2 separate regions of the Sander lucioperca genome follow, and region 2 is linked to region 1. The links are chromatin contacts, called in public Hi-C maps. All regions are on one chromosome and are shown on one strand. The core of a region is the stretch at or near the end of the contact, and the rest is flanking DNA. Distances in the headings are between cores, read along the strand shown.

Region 1 (6,695 bases), core at 1,120-3,619:
GAAGAAAAGCTTGATGAAGACAAAAAAATAGCTCATGCATACCCACCTTATTTTTACGGTCTATGATACCCACCTAATGAACATTTACATTCCTACATAAAACCTAACGCATATTATAAGATTACAGTACCCTAAAAGTACTTAATGGTCTTTGTGCAGCTTTTGCACTCAAATTCCAGTTTGCTTAAGTACAGATTTACTTTATGAAGACAAGCAAAATACTGCGAAACATTTCATAAGCTTACATATGATAGAAGGTAGCCTACTTTACTTTAGGGCTGAAGCGTTAAAGGACAATTCCGGCGCAAAACGAACCTAGGGGTTAATAACAGATGTGTACCCACTCTGTCGTTCTCTGGGACATGTTTTCATGCTAATCGATTGTGTTTGTAGCTTGAACGAAGCTAGCGCGGACCGCTGATTAGCTTACAACGCTAGTATTCGGGGCACAGGGAAAGTAAAAATAAATCGCTATTTCTACCACTAAAAAGGCTCAAAATATCACCACACTTCAACGGTAGCATAGTGAGGGTCCCTACATGTTAACCAAAGCATTGAGAACTTTGTAAGTGTACGGACAGTTTATTGAACGAAGAGCTGCGGGAGCTCTGTGAAAGGGCTAGGAGAGAGAGAGAGCTACCGGTAGTCAATGCCACAACACAGCCTCATACTTCAGGAAACTGGTGGTGTACCTGTGGACATTGTGAAGCTATGGCCACCGAACAGGAGTGTCCCACAGGAGTGGGACCTGTTACGGCGCAACACCCAAGAGACGCAGTGTTTTATACAGTCTGAAGATTTCCCCTCTCTGATAAACAGGGCTGTACTTGAAACTTTTTTCCATGTCCCAAAAATAAATTGGAGATGGCGACCCAGACCGGAGGGACCAGATGGACAGTTATCCACTGAGTAAGTACACTAGACAAGTTATGTTTTACATCGTTGCGATTATTTCAGATATATTGAGCAAATTGCTTTTGATTTTAGTTTGCATCACCAGCTGTAAGTCATGACTGGTTTCCCGAAGTACGAGGCTGTGAAAAATAGCGATTTATTTTTACTTTCCCTGTGCCCCGAATACTAGCGTTGTAAGCTAATCAGCGGTCCGCGCTAGTTTCGTTCAAGCTCCAAACTCATTTGATAGCATGAAAACATGTCCCAGAGAACGACAGAGTGGGTACACATCTGTTGTTAACCCCTAGGTTCGTTTTGCGCCCGGAATTGTCCTTTAAGTCAACAGTGATTTCTGATTTATTGCATGACTCATTTTTTAGAAAGAAGAAAAAACAAATATTTGCGAGTTGCAGTTTCTTAAACTCAACTAATTTGCTTGCTTTTCTCCATTGCATATTATTATCAAATTAATAGTTTTTTTAATCAAAAGATCATCTTGGGCTAGATAAGAATTTAAAATGATCATTGTGCAACCCAAAAGCATATCATTACTTTGTACTGACTTACATTGTGTATTATATATTGAATTTATAGTGTAATATAAAACTCTACTTTGATATTACAGAAGACAAATCTCTACAACCAATTTTACTCTTTCAGGTCTAATGTTTGTATGGACTTGCTGCGTTGCTGTGATAATTGTTTGGTATCATCCATTTTAAGAGCATATAGGGTAGCTAGTTTTTATTCTTTTAGGGTAGCTAGTTTTTATTCTTTTGTCTTGTGCCAACTCAGGCAAAAACAGCTGGACAGGTGTTTAGTTTGATGACAAAGCACACTGCATGAAGCCATTGCAAAAATTCAATTTTAATCCTCTCGGCCTTGGTTGAACAGTCTCACCTTTGGTCTCCTTCCAGTCTCCCTCAGCGGAGTTCAGTTTAACTTTGCGGTCCATGGCAGTAACTGTTCCGGTGTGGAGAGAATGGACCAAAGCGACTGTGCTCACTCCGAGGGCGGCACCGAGGGCTACCTTGCCTAGCCAACCTCTCATCCCCCGGGGTGAGGAGGAGGCGTTCCCCTGGTTGGACTTCAAAAGTGCTGCTGTCGTTGTTGAAAACTTCTCAGCTCGGAGGGCAGCGTTAATATGGCCGCGGACAGGACTTTTTTCTGGCTTTCCTCCCAGCCGCAGGCTTCCAGGAGTTAAAATGTGTTTGAACTTGACACCGGCTCCCTGGAAGTCAGCGCGGACACGGGACAGAGGGCCAGTGCACAGCGGGGCTCTGATATATGAAAATAGAGCTGATATTTGCAGTGCCATGCCGAGTGACGCCGAGGGGGCTAACGGTTCGTGTTACTACATCTTCACGGGGATCAGTGTCAGCCACACCGTGTGGTTAGGTTTCGTTTTCGGTACGAACACTGATGATAAATGTCAGTTAGTTCTCATGTGCCATTTTTGTTATGGAAGTTTCACATGTGGAATGTACCATTTATAAGGGTTGCCAGTTGGCTGTCGCTAAACAACACATTTTAAAACGTGTCAATAAGCGTTAGTGCGGTATCCAGGCCTGTGTTTACGGATTAATATTATTATCAGTGAAAAGGGTATGCGACAACGTGACCAGCGCTGCTCTATTGTAAATCTAACACTGAATGTCAACCCCCGACTTAGATGGCATGAGAAAGCCGGAGCCAACAACCACACGCCTCCTTCAAGACTGTTGGAAATATTGGAATTACAAGACGAGGGTACACTCATAGACTGAATATACAGTCTATGGGTACACTGGGCGACCAAATAAGCAAATACTAGTAAACTAGTAAATACAAAAGTAAGCAGGACGTGGGAGAATTAATATATCACCGATTCTACAAAAATAGCTCGGCTCGTAATATTATTACGAGACCAGATACACTGAGTATTGACACTTTATTTAACATAGTGTTTACATGTGTAGTTTTCATATACCGGTATGTCGGTCTTCGTACAAACTGTTTTTGCCCAATAACGACACCCCGAAGGAAAATGTCGCCCCCTTGCGGATTTTAGGCGTACAATGCCAGGAACATTTGGTCATGTTTCTAGAATTATTTTCCCCCAATCAAACAAGTAAGCAAATTAATATGTGATGAAATCAAGATAATCTGGATTTATTAGTAATATTATTAGGCTATTATTATAATTAGGCCTACCAATATGCTGTCTATTTTAGAAGTGGAGATGAAGATGTAGTTATTCGCTCTCAATGATAAACATTTTCCTATTTATTCTTTACTTTGCACGTCAACAAAAGCTGCTGCTAAAATTTTGGATCCGTAACCCACACCATAAAACTATATTGCTGATTATGCAACAAACGAAATATGATCACTAATCAATCTAGTGTATGTGTGCTTGCAATTCTCAAGAAAAGGGAAACAAAAGACAAAGAGGGAGGAGAGCAATAATGTGTGTTGTCTGTCCATTTAATATCTATCAAGCCTCCCACATATGCTATGAATACACACACACACACACACACACACACGAACATTGCCTTTATGCATCACACAGCCTGTCAGTCAAAGCTCTTTTCACATTTCCGCCCGGCGGAAACTGACAAAAAAAGGAACAAGCCTTTCTTGACAGAAGTGACACAAGCAGCGCAGACACAGCCTCACAAACCACAACCTGCCCAGCCCGAGAGAGGAGAAACTGCTACACTTTTTCACCGAAAACTTGGGAAACTTCTTCAGAGATCTGACAGAGGCACAAGAGTCCCCCAGTTTCCACTTCTCAAAACCTTGGACAGAGGAGCCTGACGGTATTGTCTTTTAAGCTCGTGTGTGTGTGTGTGTGTGTGTGTGTGTGTGTGTGTGTGTGTGTGTGTGTGTGTGTGTGTGTGTGTGTGTAAGGTAGAAAGCAAAAGGACAAAGAGTGTTAAGGCAGCATGTGTACATGTGAGGCTTCTGTATTAAATATAAAGATGTGGGGTCATTTATTAGGCCACATCATTCAACAAAATATAATGTAAGAAGTGAACTGGTCATAGATCAGAACTTATATTCAGAAACATGCAGATAAAGAAAGTTTAGGCCTCAAAAAGAGGTAAGGAGGGTTCCAGGCATGTCATCTAGTCATTCTTATGCCATTGTATGTGATATTAGACGTTGAAAATACAGATACATTTTAATCCTTAAATGTAATTTATTTAAGATTGGCTGTCATACACATGCAGTTGGCATTGGATGAACCTCTCCCCTTCGGCGGGTCAGAAAGCGGAAGTGTGTCCCTGATTTGTTGATAGTTCAAGTCAGAAACAGGAAGTGCTCATCAAACTGGACATGTTGCCTATATCACTCTTAGAAGGGTTGTGTTAAAAAATGACACAAAAAATGTGTTGTTACACATTTTACACATTTTGTGTGAATATCAACATAAGATGTGTAAAAATGCATAAAAATATCTTAACACACTGCATGCATTGGACAATTTAACACAATTGATGTGTTATTTTCAGTCCAACAACAGCCTCACTAAAAACAAGTGTCTCAGTAACTATGTGTTGGTCCTGTTTTTATGTTACTCAATTAAATTGTAGGTCTATATCAACTATAAAAGCCAAATGACATGTCCAGTTATTGGTCTTTTTCTTACTCTCATCATAATCTTCATCAAATCACCAAATCTAATATTTCAAGATTTATTGGCCAACATGCGTATAGTTTACAAAATTTGAAAAGAGGTGTATCCTAATGTAGCCTAATCAATCGATATTTCTCAATTGTGAGTATGGTATTAGCATAGACTGCATAAACTAGACCTATACAAAGTATGGGCATTGACAACCCATAACCACACAAAACATAGTTATACACACTTAAATTCTGGGTTAAAAATAACCCATTTGATAACCCAACGCTGAGTCAGAAACGGACACGCCCAACGTTGGGTTACATCAACCCAACGCTTGGTTAATGTTGGGTTGACCCAACTGTTGGGTTATGAGTTGACCCAACCGGTGGGTTATGAGTTTGACCTACAGATGGGTTAAAATTAACTACAAAGCCAAGTAAAATCTACTAAAAAGTGGGTTGGAAAAACAAATTCTGGATTACTGAGTGCATGACTCACTCAGTTAAAAGGTCATTGTCTGTGTTTGTACATTCTTTACCTTTTCAAATATGAAAAGTATACATGCAGTGAAATGCTTTTTTATAACCAATTACCTTCCATAACCAATAACCATTACCAATGTTATATATTTAAAAGCTAAAAGGACATTTCATGTTTTCAATTTATGAAAACAGACAGCCATATGATTTTAACACAATTCATTTATTAAAAACACCATACATGTAAAAGAATTAACAATGAAGAAGTAAAATGAAAGACATTCACCTAACACCTAGTAAAAACAAACAAGTGTGTGTGTGGGTACATGAGAAAAAAACAATACTTTTGTGTGGGTGCATACTGCTACCGCATCATCTGTAGGCTAACGATGATCATCATCTGTAGGGATGTGCAGCCGCAAACTGTGCTTGCATCATTCTGTAAACGATGGGATGATTCTTTTTTTAAGAAAACAAACATGTGTATGTGATTATTTTTTTTAAACATTTAAAAAAAAAAAAAAAAAACTTTTTCTTTCTTTTTTAAGAAAACAAACGTGTGTGTATGATTTTTTTTTGAACAAACATTTTTGTGTGTGATTTGTTTTGTGTGTGTACATAACGTTATGAGCACAGTTTGCAGCTCACTGTGCCACAAACTGTGCTCGCATCATCTGTACTGATGGTCTAACATGTCCAGGGATACTGTATATCGTCTGCAAAAACTCCCACACTTGGGCACAAGGTCTAGGATACTGTACATCAAAAACATAAAAAGCCTTAAAGCAGGCATCTACTGCCCCTAGAAGAGATGGGTGCTCCAAGTCATGTCCATGAACTATAACAAAGGCTTGCGAAAAGTGATGCCTGTCCCCAAGAAGAAGCACATGTGGGACCTCTGTGCTTGTCCTTTTCGTAAGGTATTCAGCAATGTTTGTTCTAACCTGTAGAGAGAGAAAAAACCTTATAAGACACCTTTACTTCAGATAATAAACCAGGCATTACAGGCATAAGCTTGAGTGACAAAATTAAGGCCAAAATTATATATAATCTATGGAGATTTAAATTATGTATTAAGTAATGGGTGAACAACTGGAAAACTATGTCTGTGTTTGCTCTAACAACATTTTGTTTTAACAATGATAACAATAAACTGAAACAGATCATAAATTTCAAAATGCAAAAAAGATTCCCTGACCTTGCACTGACTTTACTACAAAAATGCTAAAATTCCCTGACTTTCCATGCCCTCTTAAATGTCATGACATTCCAGAAATTCCATGACCCGTAGGAAACTGTAATTTGAATATTAAACTTAAATACCTGCTGAGAGATCTTCAAGATCGTTCAGAAGGTCACCCGTCTTCTCTTTTGGGGCGATAGAGAGGATTTTCTCTGTTCAGTGGCTCCAGTTCTCTGTCAGCTTGTCTGCTGATACATGATGTTGAAATCCTTTGCAGGAAAATACAGTATAGTATAATACAGGCTACATACAATCACCTCCCAAGACATTAGGGACAGCTGTTGAAATTAAATATAAAAAAATATAGCTGTGATTAAAACTTCCAGAGGTCAAAGGTCACCAAATTATATGTGCATCCTCCCCAGATAGCAAGACATAATTGAAACAATGTTGATTTTCCATCCGAATTATCATTTTGGTTGAGGTTGAAAAGACATTGAATCAGCACCGCAATTTCAATAAA
Region 2 (6,736 bases), core at 1,083-3,582, 170 kb before region 1:
CAGGTTGACCCCAACGCTGCCGAAGGGTCCTCTGAGGCTGCAGATGCCGAGAAAGCTGAGAAGACTGCGTCCCCTACTCCTGCCAGTTAGAGGGGAGACATTATTTAAATAAGAGCTGTGGTGAAAGGGATTCAGGGGGGATGTGTTTGAGATTTCTTGGTTGTGTGAGTTGTGTGAGTTGTGTGAGTTGGCAGGTGGCAGGTACAACACCAGTTGAGTTTTGACATGTTAGGTTTGAGTTACGCTTCACCAATGCAGCAGCCACAGCTGTCTCGCACATGGCCAAAACAAGGCAACAAATAGGGAATCTTATCAGGCCCTCCACAGACACCAAAACAAACTCCTCTATGCAGGACCTCATCAATGTGTAACCATCAAAGAATCTGCTCAGGAGATAGTAGGCTACTTTTTGTTGTAACTAGAAGAGAGAACATTCAGTTTAAAGTGGTGTAGCTGTCACACACACCAACAGACACATATTTAACACTTTTTGACATTTGGCTCTAATTTGGCAAAGTCACAATTCGCACAATGCTTAAGGTCCTCACATGTGCACTGTAATATTCATCCCAGGGCTGTAGTGTTTGTACTGAACTGCAATGAAATGCTTAGGAAGCTGTTAAAATGGCACATGAATTATATATTAAAGGTAGAAGTTTTAACTGTTTTGCAGTGTGGGCTTTTTTACATGTAATATAATAGAGTAGGGAATTTTTCCTAAGTATGGGTTATCTGAGTTCAGCAAGGAGAGTTGGATTAAGTGTGTGTGTGTGTGTGTGTGTGTATATATGTGCATGAGTGTGAGTGTGGTGCCCTATATGAAACTGTCATCTTGTCTATTGTGACAGCTCGGAAACAATCTGATAATCCCGGTGTGGTTAATCCCAAAACTGCTGCACAAGCAGCATCAGCACACAGGAACACACTCTGTCATACAGGGACAGAAACAGCACACTGATGCAACATGTTGGAAGTTATTTTTGAAAGCAAAACCGTTTGTAAATGCTTTTTTTTTTTGCAAATAATATAACATTGTGATCTGCCCTAGCTATCCAAATGTGTTCTTAAATAAAACACTGTCACGTAATAAGGTTAATGAATGTTTCATTTTAGCAGATAAACATGCTTTAAGTGGTCGCAGAAATACATATTTCTTTCATTAAAAAACAGAAGCTGATAAAAGAGTGCGGATGAAAGTTTTCAGGCTTAGTCACATCTTTTAAAAATATTACCTGTAATAATCCAACTATTAACATTACAGTACAGGACAATGGGAGATAGAAGGTTACTTGCTGTAGTTTTCTTAGACAAATACGAAAAAAACAAAGTGAATGAATTAATGAAAACAAAACCCCAAAAATAAAATTAAAATAGAATTCCCAGGAGGGTAATTAAGTGAAAGATGACACATATTATGGACCATTTGTGTAGGCCTACATACAAAGGAGAACATACAAGTGTACACATACCACATTCATAATGATGTTTACATGGCAACAATAAACCCACATCACAGCTAGAATGAGTCTCTACAAATTGACAGTGTGGTGGAAGAAGTATTCAGACCCTTTACTTAAGGAAAAGTCCTAATACCACAGTGTAAAAAATACTCCGTTACAAGTAAAAGTCCTGAATTGAAAATATTACTTAAGTAAAAGTAAGTATCATCAGGAAAATGTAGCCTACTTAAAGTTTTAAAAGTAAAAGTACTTAATGCAGAAAAATCAACAACAGTTCTGTCAATCAACTAAGTGTATAATCGGATAAGCCTTTCAGTTGGATATAATAAAACATTGTATTTTATAAACTACATGTGTTTTACATGCAAAAATCTTAATTTGTAAAGTAACAAGTAGGCTAACAAAAGCTGTCAGATTAATGTAGTGGAGTAAAAAGTGCATTTTCCTCGGGTAGAAAGTAGAAAGTGGCCTGAAAAGACTCAAGTGAAGTACAAGTACCTCAAATGTGTACTTAAGTAAAATACTTGAGCAAATGTACTTAGTTACATTCCACCACTGCAAATTGACACATACTGTAGGCTACTGCAGATACAGACATAGACCTGCAAGAAGAGTACAGGAAATGCAGCACCTAAATAAAAGTAGGGCTGCTTGGTTACACTTCCTCCCAGCGATTTTGTTATGGAAATAATGATGTAATGCATCATTTTTAAATGGGCAATTAGGAACTTTAATTTTAAACCGCCAGGGTTCGCTATTGCACAGTGTTTAAATGTGGCTTGCATTTTTAAGTTATTTGTGTGGACATGGAGCAACAGTGACAACACTACAGCTCTGACAACTTTAAGTATTAACTGCAGTCAAAACCTTCGTCATTTTCACCGGAAAAACCTGTAAGTTATTGAGCAGAAATAACACAAAAGCCAACATTACCATATAGCCGTTTGAAATAATAGATGGCATTCATTCAGATGTGTCAAATATGAAAAATTGGTTATGTTGTCATATCGTTTTTAAAGCATACAACATAAAACGAGCCCTAAATCTCCAGTGTCCAAATCAAGATTAGATTATCTGTGTATGTTAGCCAATGTGTGGAGGGCGTGTAAAGATGTCGGCTCAAAAAAAGAAAAAGAAAAAAAGAAGCAACGTGCGTTTTGAAAATTCCGGTGTGGTTTTGCAATGAAACTGTCACATAGTCATAGAGGAAGAGACAGCGAGGTGGAGGGAGGGGAAGGGCCGCAGAAACGTCAAACTAGCCTACTTCACTTGAAGCAAGATGGATTCTAGAACTTAGTGTTGATCATCTTTTTAATTAGTCTTCTGTAGTGTTTCACAGCTCTCGTAACATAACAATGGACTCTAACATTATGGAGATAATAGAGGAATTCATGGAAAGTGCGTTGGTGCAATGGGTACGTCATTTATCATTTATCACTTCCAGTTAGAGAAAAGGTCATCATTTCTAGAGGCAGAGAAAGGAGAATAAAACAGGCGGCTTCTGTGGAAACTGTGTAGAAATCCGCTTTGGACAATGCAATAAAACATTATTTCCAGTCACAAATACTTATGACATTGTATCTTTTAGAGAAGCCTGCTTTCCATTTCTATTCACCCAAATAACTGTAAAAGTAGGAGTTGAATAAACAGCAAAACATAGCCTTGATACTGCTTTCTGGCTGTTTTGTAGCTACAGCAAAACAAACACCCTACTTCTCCTTTTGGCAGCTTCCCTTGCCTCTTAATGACCAGTTTTGTTTCTTCTCCTAAGCCTTGATACTTCCGTGTCCTTGGGCTTTTATCTACTGTGTATTCAAGAGAATATAGTCTCACTAAATCCAGATGAAGATGTGTTGTATTTGTAACAGACTGAATTTCCAGCTGGGTTTTCCACATGGGAAACCAATCAGCCCATGGAGATTTTCCCCCATTCTGGTCAATGAACAGTATTTACAATATAATGTGATACTGTGCAGAACCTTGAAGGGTTATTTTCTTTGTTGTTGCCCTACACCAAAGAGGGAGTCAGTGGCCAGGTTCATCAGGATGCCTGCAGCTGGCAGGGGTTTACTATTTGCTCAAGGGCACTTCAGCAGGTTGATTAATCACTGAGCTTTCACCCTGCTTCACAATATGTTGGACATCCGCACCCTGTTCACACTGTCGCACAGCGTCTCAAGCTGCTCTACCTCACCTTATCAGCTGATCCAACTCGAGCTTGTTACTCTGTTAACCGACAGTGCAGTTTTTAGAAGGTGCAGGTGGGAATAAACCTCATTATATTGCAGTTTGCATTGGCACAGCTCTTCTTAGCAGAGAGAGACCTTGGCTGCCATCCTGCTTGGCTGCCTGTCACTGTGAAGTGCTTCCCAGTGTGGGAGCACAGAGCCCACCTGTCCAGACAGGTGCACCGACTCAAGCAGCTTCCTGTGTGAAAATGTTTGCACCTCTCCATCTCCCTCCTTCTCTCTCTCTCTCTCTCTCTCTCTCTCTGCTTCTGTCTTCCTTGTCCATGTCCTGGTACACACTCATTGGCCACACTATTCTCCACACTATTCTACACACACACACACACACACACACACACACACACACACACACAATCTCTCTCTGTCTCTCACAGGTTCAGCTGTTTGAAAAGATGGTGGAGAGGGAGGACGGCTTCCCGCTTTACAGCCAGTACATGGAAGTCAACTCAATTTCCCAGAGTGTCCGGGATCGTTACATGAGGCTGACCAATGGGATTTTCCTCAATGAGATCATGAGGGTCATGTAAGATTGATCAAGATTTTCTTGCTTCGTTGCTTTGCAGCCATAAAGCAGACTGCTAGGGAAAATAAGAACTTATATGATGAACATGTGAGGACATTTCCCAGTCAATCTGTAACGCAAGACGCCCATTTGAACTTCATTGTAAAATTAAAATAAAACAGTGCTAAATTCCAGCCAATGGAGAAAACTGAAATAATAAACGTGTGTAACCTTGCAGTTAGTTGCAGAAATTGGCCTTGGCTTTTAATAAGTTTAAAAAAAAAATGTAGAAATGGGCCCCTCCAATTAAACTAAAAAACATTTTCAGTGAAGAACCATTTGTTACAAGTGTTGGACCCCAAAGCAGTAGAGCTGCTCCCTCTTAGTCGACTAATCGATCGTTTTGGTCTTAGTCAACTAAGATTTCTTTAGTCGATTAGTCATGTTTTATGCTTTTTTCATGCTGAATGACTTATTTCCAAGAAACATACGAGCACATCTCTGGTAAACACAAGAATTAAAATGGTGCTTTTGCATGACTCTTTGCGGAGAAACTCAGATTTACAGATCTGTCGATTAAATCACTAATCGATTAGTCGATAAAATTGAATGAGTGTTAGTCGACTAAGAATTTCTTCAATCGAACACAGCCCTACAAAGCAGAGCACGGGAGCTGGTTGGCACCTCTGCTCCTGGCTGGCAGGAGCAGAGGTGGCAGGGAGCTGGCTGACTGGAGATGTTCTTGGAGGCAGAGTGGAAAAACCTGTGTGGAAACACAGGAACAGGATCGACAGCGTGGCACGCTTGTAGTGCTGTGTATACAAAACAACTACAAGTAAGTCGACAGGAAAAGGCAGAGGTCCGATGCAAAAATTCCTTTCGCTGGTAGAAAATCAGGCGAAGGACGCGCACTACTGAACATGACAGAATTATCTGGCAGAGTGGTGGAGTGAAGACCAGGCTTATATGGAGTGGGTGATGAGGTGAATGGAAGCAGGTGTGCTTCGTCTGCTGCCTGGAGAAGCCAGCCACGCCCCCTGCCACACACATGCTCTGCAGAGGAGAAGGAGAGAAGAGAAAAACAAACACAACAAAACCAACAACAAAACCAAAAACAGGATCATAACACCATTTAAGATTTAACCGTTTATTGAAACAGATGAAAATACAGTTATGCTTGGCGCTGATAGCTCCACTCTTCATAATGCTCCCTGGATTAGCCAAGCAGCATGCTTAGCTGAAACAGGGAGCGCAATGCAGAAAACCCCAATCAGTATACAAGAGTGGGCCCAAAGCAAGACACTGAAAACCGGGCGTATGACTTCCGTGTCCTGCATGAACTAACTATTGCATAATTAAAATAACGAAGTAAGACTTGCTGTTTAGATAGGGATGTTGAAATATTTCAACTAGAGAGTTTCGCGGGTACGGTAAACGTTTCTATGGTAACAGTGAGTTGGACCAATCAGAGACGTTGCTGTTACGCTTAAGATTGTGGGTAGTGTAGTTTTTCTCAATTAAAACTTCTTAAAACAAGGTTGATTTCATACGGACTTCTAGCTTCTACAGGAGCAGAAACCTTCGTTTCACAACCACGTAGCTTGGGGTCAGTCTACCTCGGATGGTTTAGACATTATGACTAATATTCTAAATCCTTATGGAGAAAATCAATGGGATTTTTACTTCCGGAGTCGGCTGTGGGCGGGACTGTTGAGGTCTATTGGATAGATTGCCATGAAATCTTACATCCTACAGACATCCTTGTTCCTACTGACTTTGGTGATACCTTGATTTTTCCTCTAGCGCCACTATGAGATTAACTTTTGTGTTTTTTACTGAAATGTCTCGATAACTATTGGATGGTTTGCTAGACATCACTTTGGTCATCCCCTGACATGTAATCATCAGGTCAACGTTTTATTTGTCCAATTCTTTGTTTAATGACCAAATACCTTCAAAACTAACATTTACTTTGTGTTTATTGTTCATCAGCAAACATTATACCTTCTTAACATCAGTATGTTAGCATTAGCCTTGAGCCAGTACAGCCTAACAGAGCTGCTAAAAGCCTCTTAGTTCTGTTCTTCACATAAGATTTGATGTAACATTCATCACATTCCCTTTTGTAACCTGGCATTGTTCTACAACCTGTGTGACAGGATGGCATAAATGTAGGACCCATTTATATTTGCCAACCATTTCCAGTGAATAATTAAATGAGGCTTGCAACCCTTTTAGTCATCTCCGCTGAATTACTTCTTCTGCAGAATAAAACCTTTTCTCTCTCACCAGACAAGATCTTCATCGTATTTGCCGAACAGCTGATTAATTTGGTCTGACCTAAGCCAAGTTATTTTAGCAAATAATTGCATGTTGATTCTTACAGCCTGCTTCTCGGGCTCATTAAAATTTGATCCACTCTGCTTAAATGCACTGTTGCATGAGAATTTCTCATCTGGAGAGTTGTGGTACTGGACTGTTTGATCAAGCTGCAGTAAACACATCGTCATGTCTTTTCTGTTTCT

Evidence for each region. A called contact is a pair of places that touch in the nucleus more often than the background predicts.
Region 2: a Hi-C map of liver shows a contact between it and region 1, with 7 times the contacts expected there. The contact joins the promoter of ccdc88b here to the promoter of macrod1 in region 1. A contact is called at or near these places in 2 of 2 Hi-C or Micro-C datasets (liver and muscle).

The regions. Positions count from the first base shown.
Region 1 is chr1:30,621,904-30,628,598 of SLUC_FBN_1.2, reverse strand. macrod1 (ADP-ribose glycohydrolase MACROD1) reads right to left here and starts at 2,369. Exons shown (of 9, transcript XM_031303028.2): 1 at 1,795-2,369. The coding sequence starts at 2,212. It overlaps fermt3b (fermitin family homolog 3b), which reads left to right and starts at 3,514. Exons shown (of 17, transcript XM_036002102.1): 1 at 3,514-3,698.
Region 2 is chr1:30,793,761-30,800,496 of SLUC_FBN_1.2, reverse strand. ccdc88b (coiled-coil domain containing 88A) reads left to right here and starts at 2,332. Exons shown (of 28, transcript XM_031303268.2): 1 at 2,332-2,353; 2 at 4,084-4,232. The coding sequence starts at 4,102. rom1b (rod outer segment membrane protein 1b) reads left to right here. Exons shown (of 5, transcript XM_031303269.2): 5 at 1-1,084. The coding sequence ends at 90.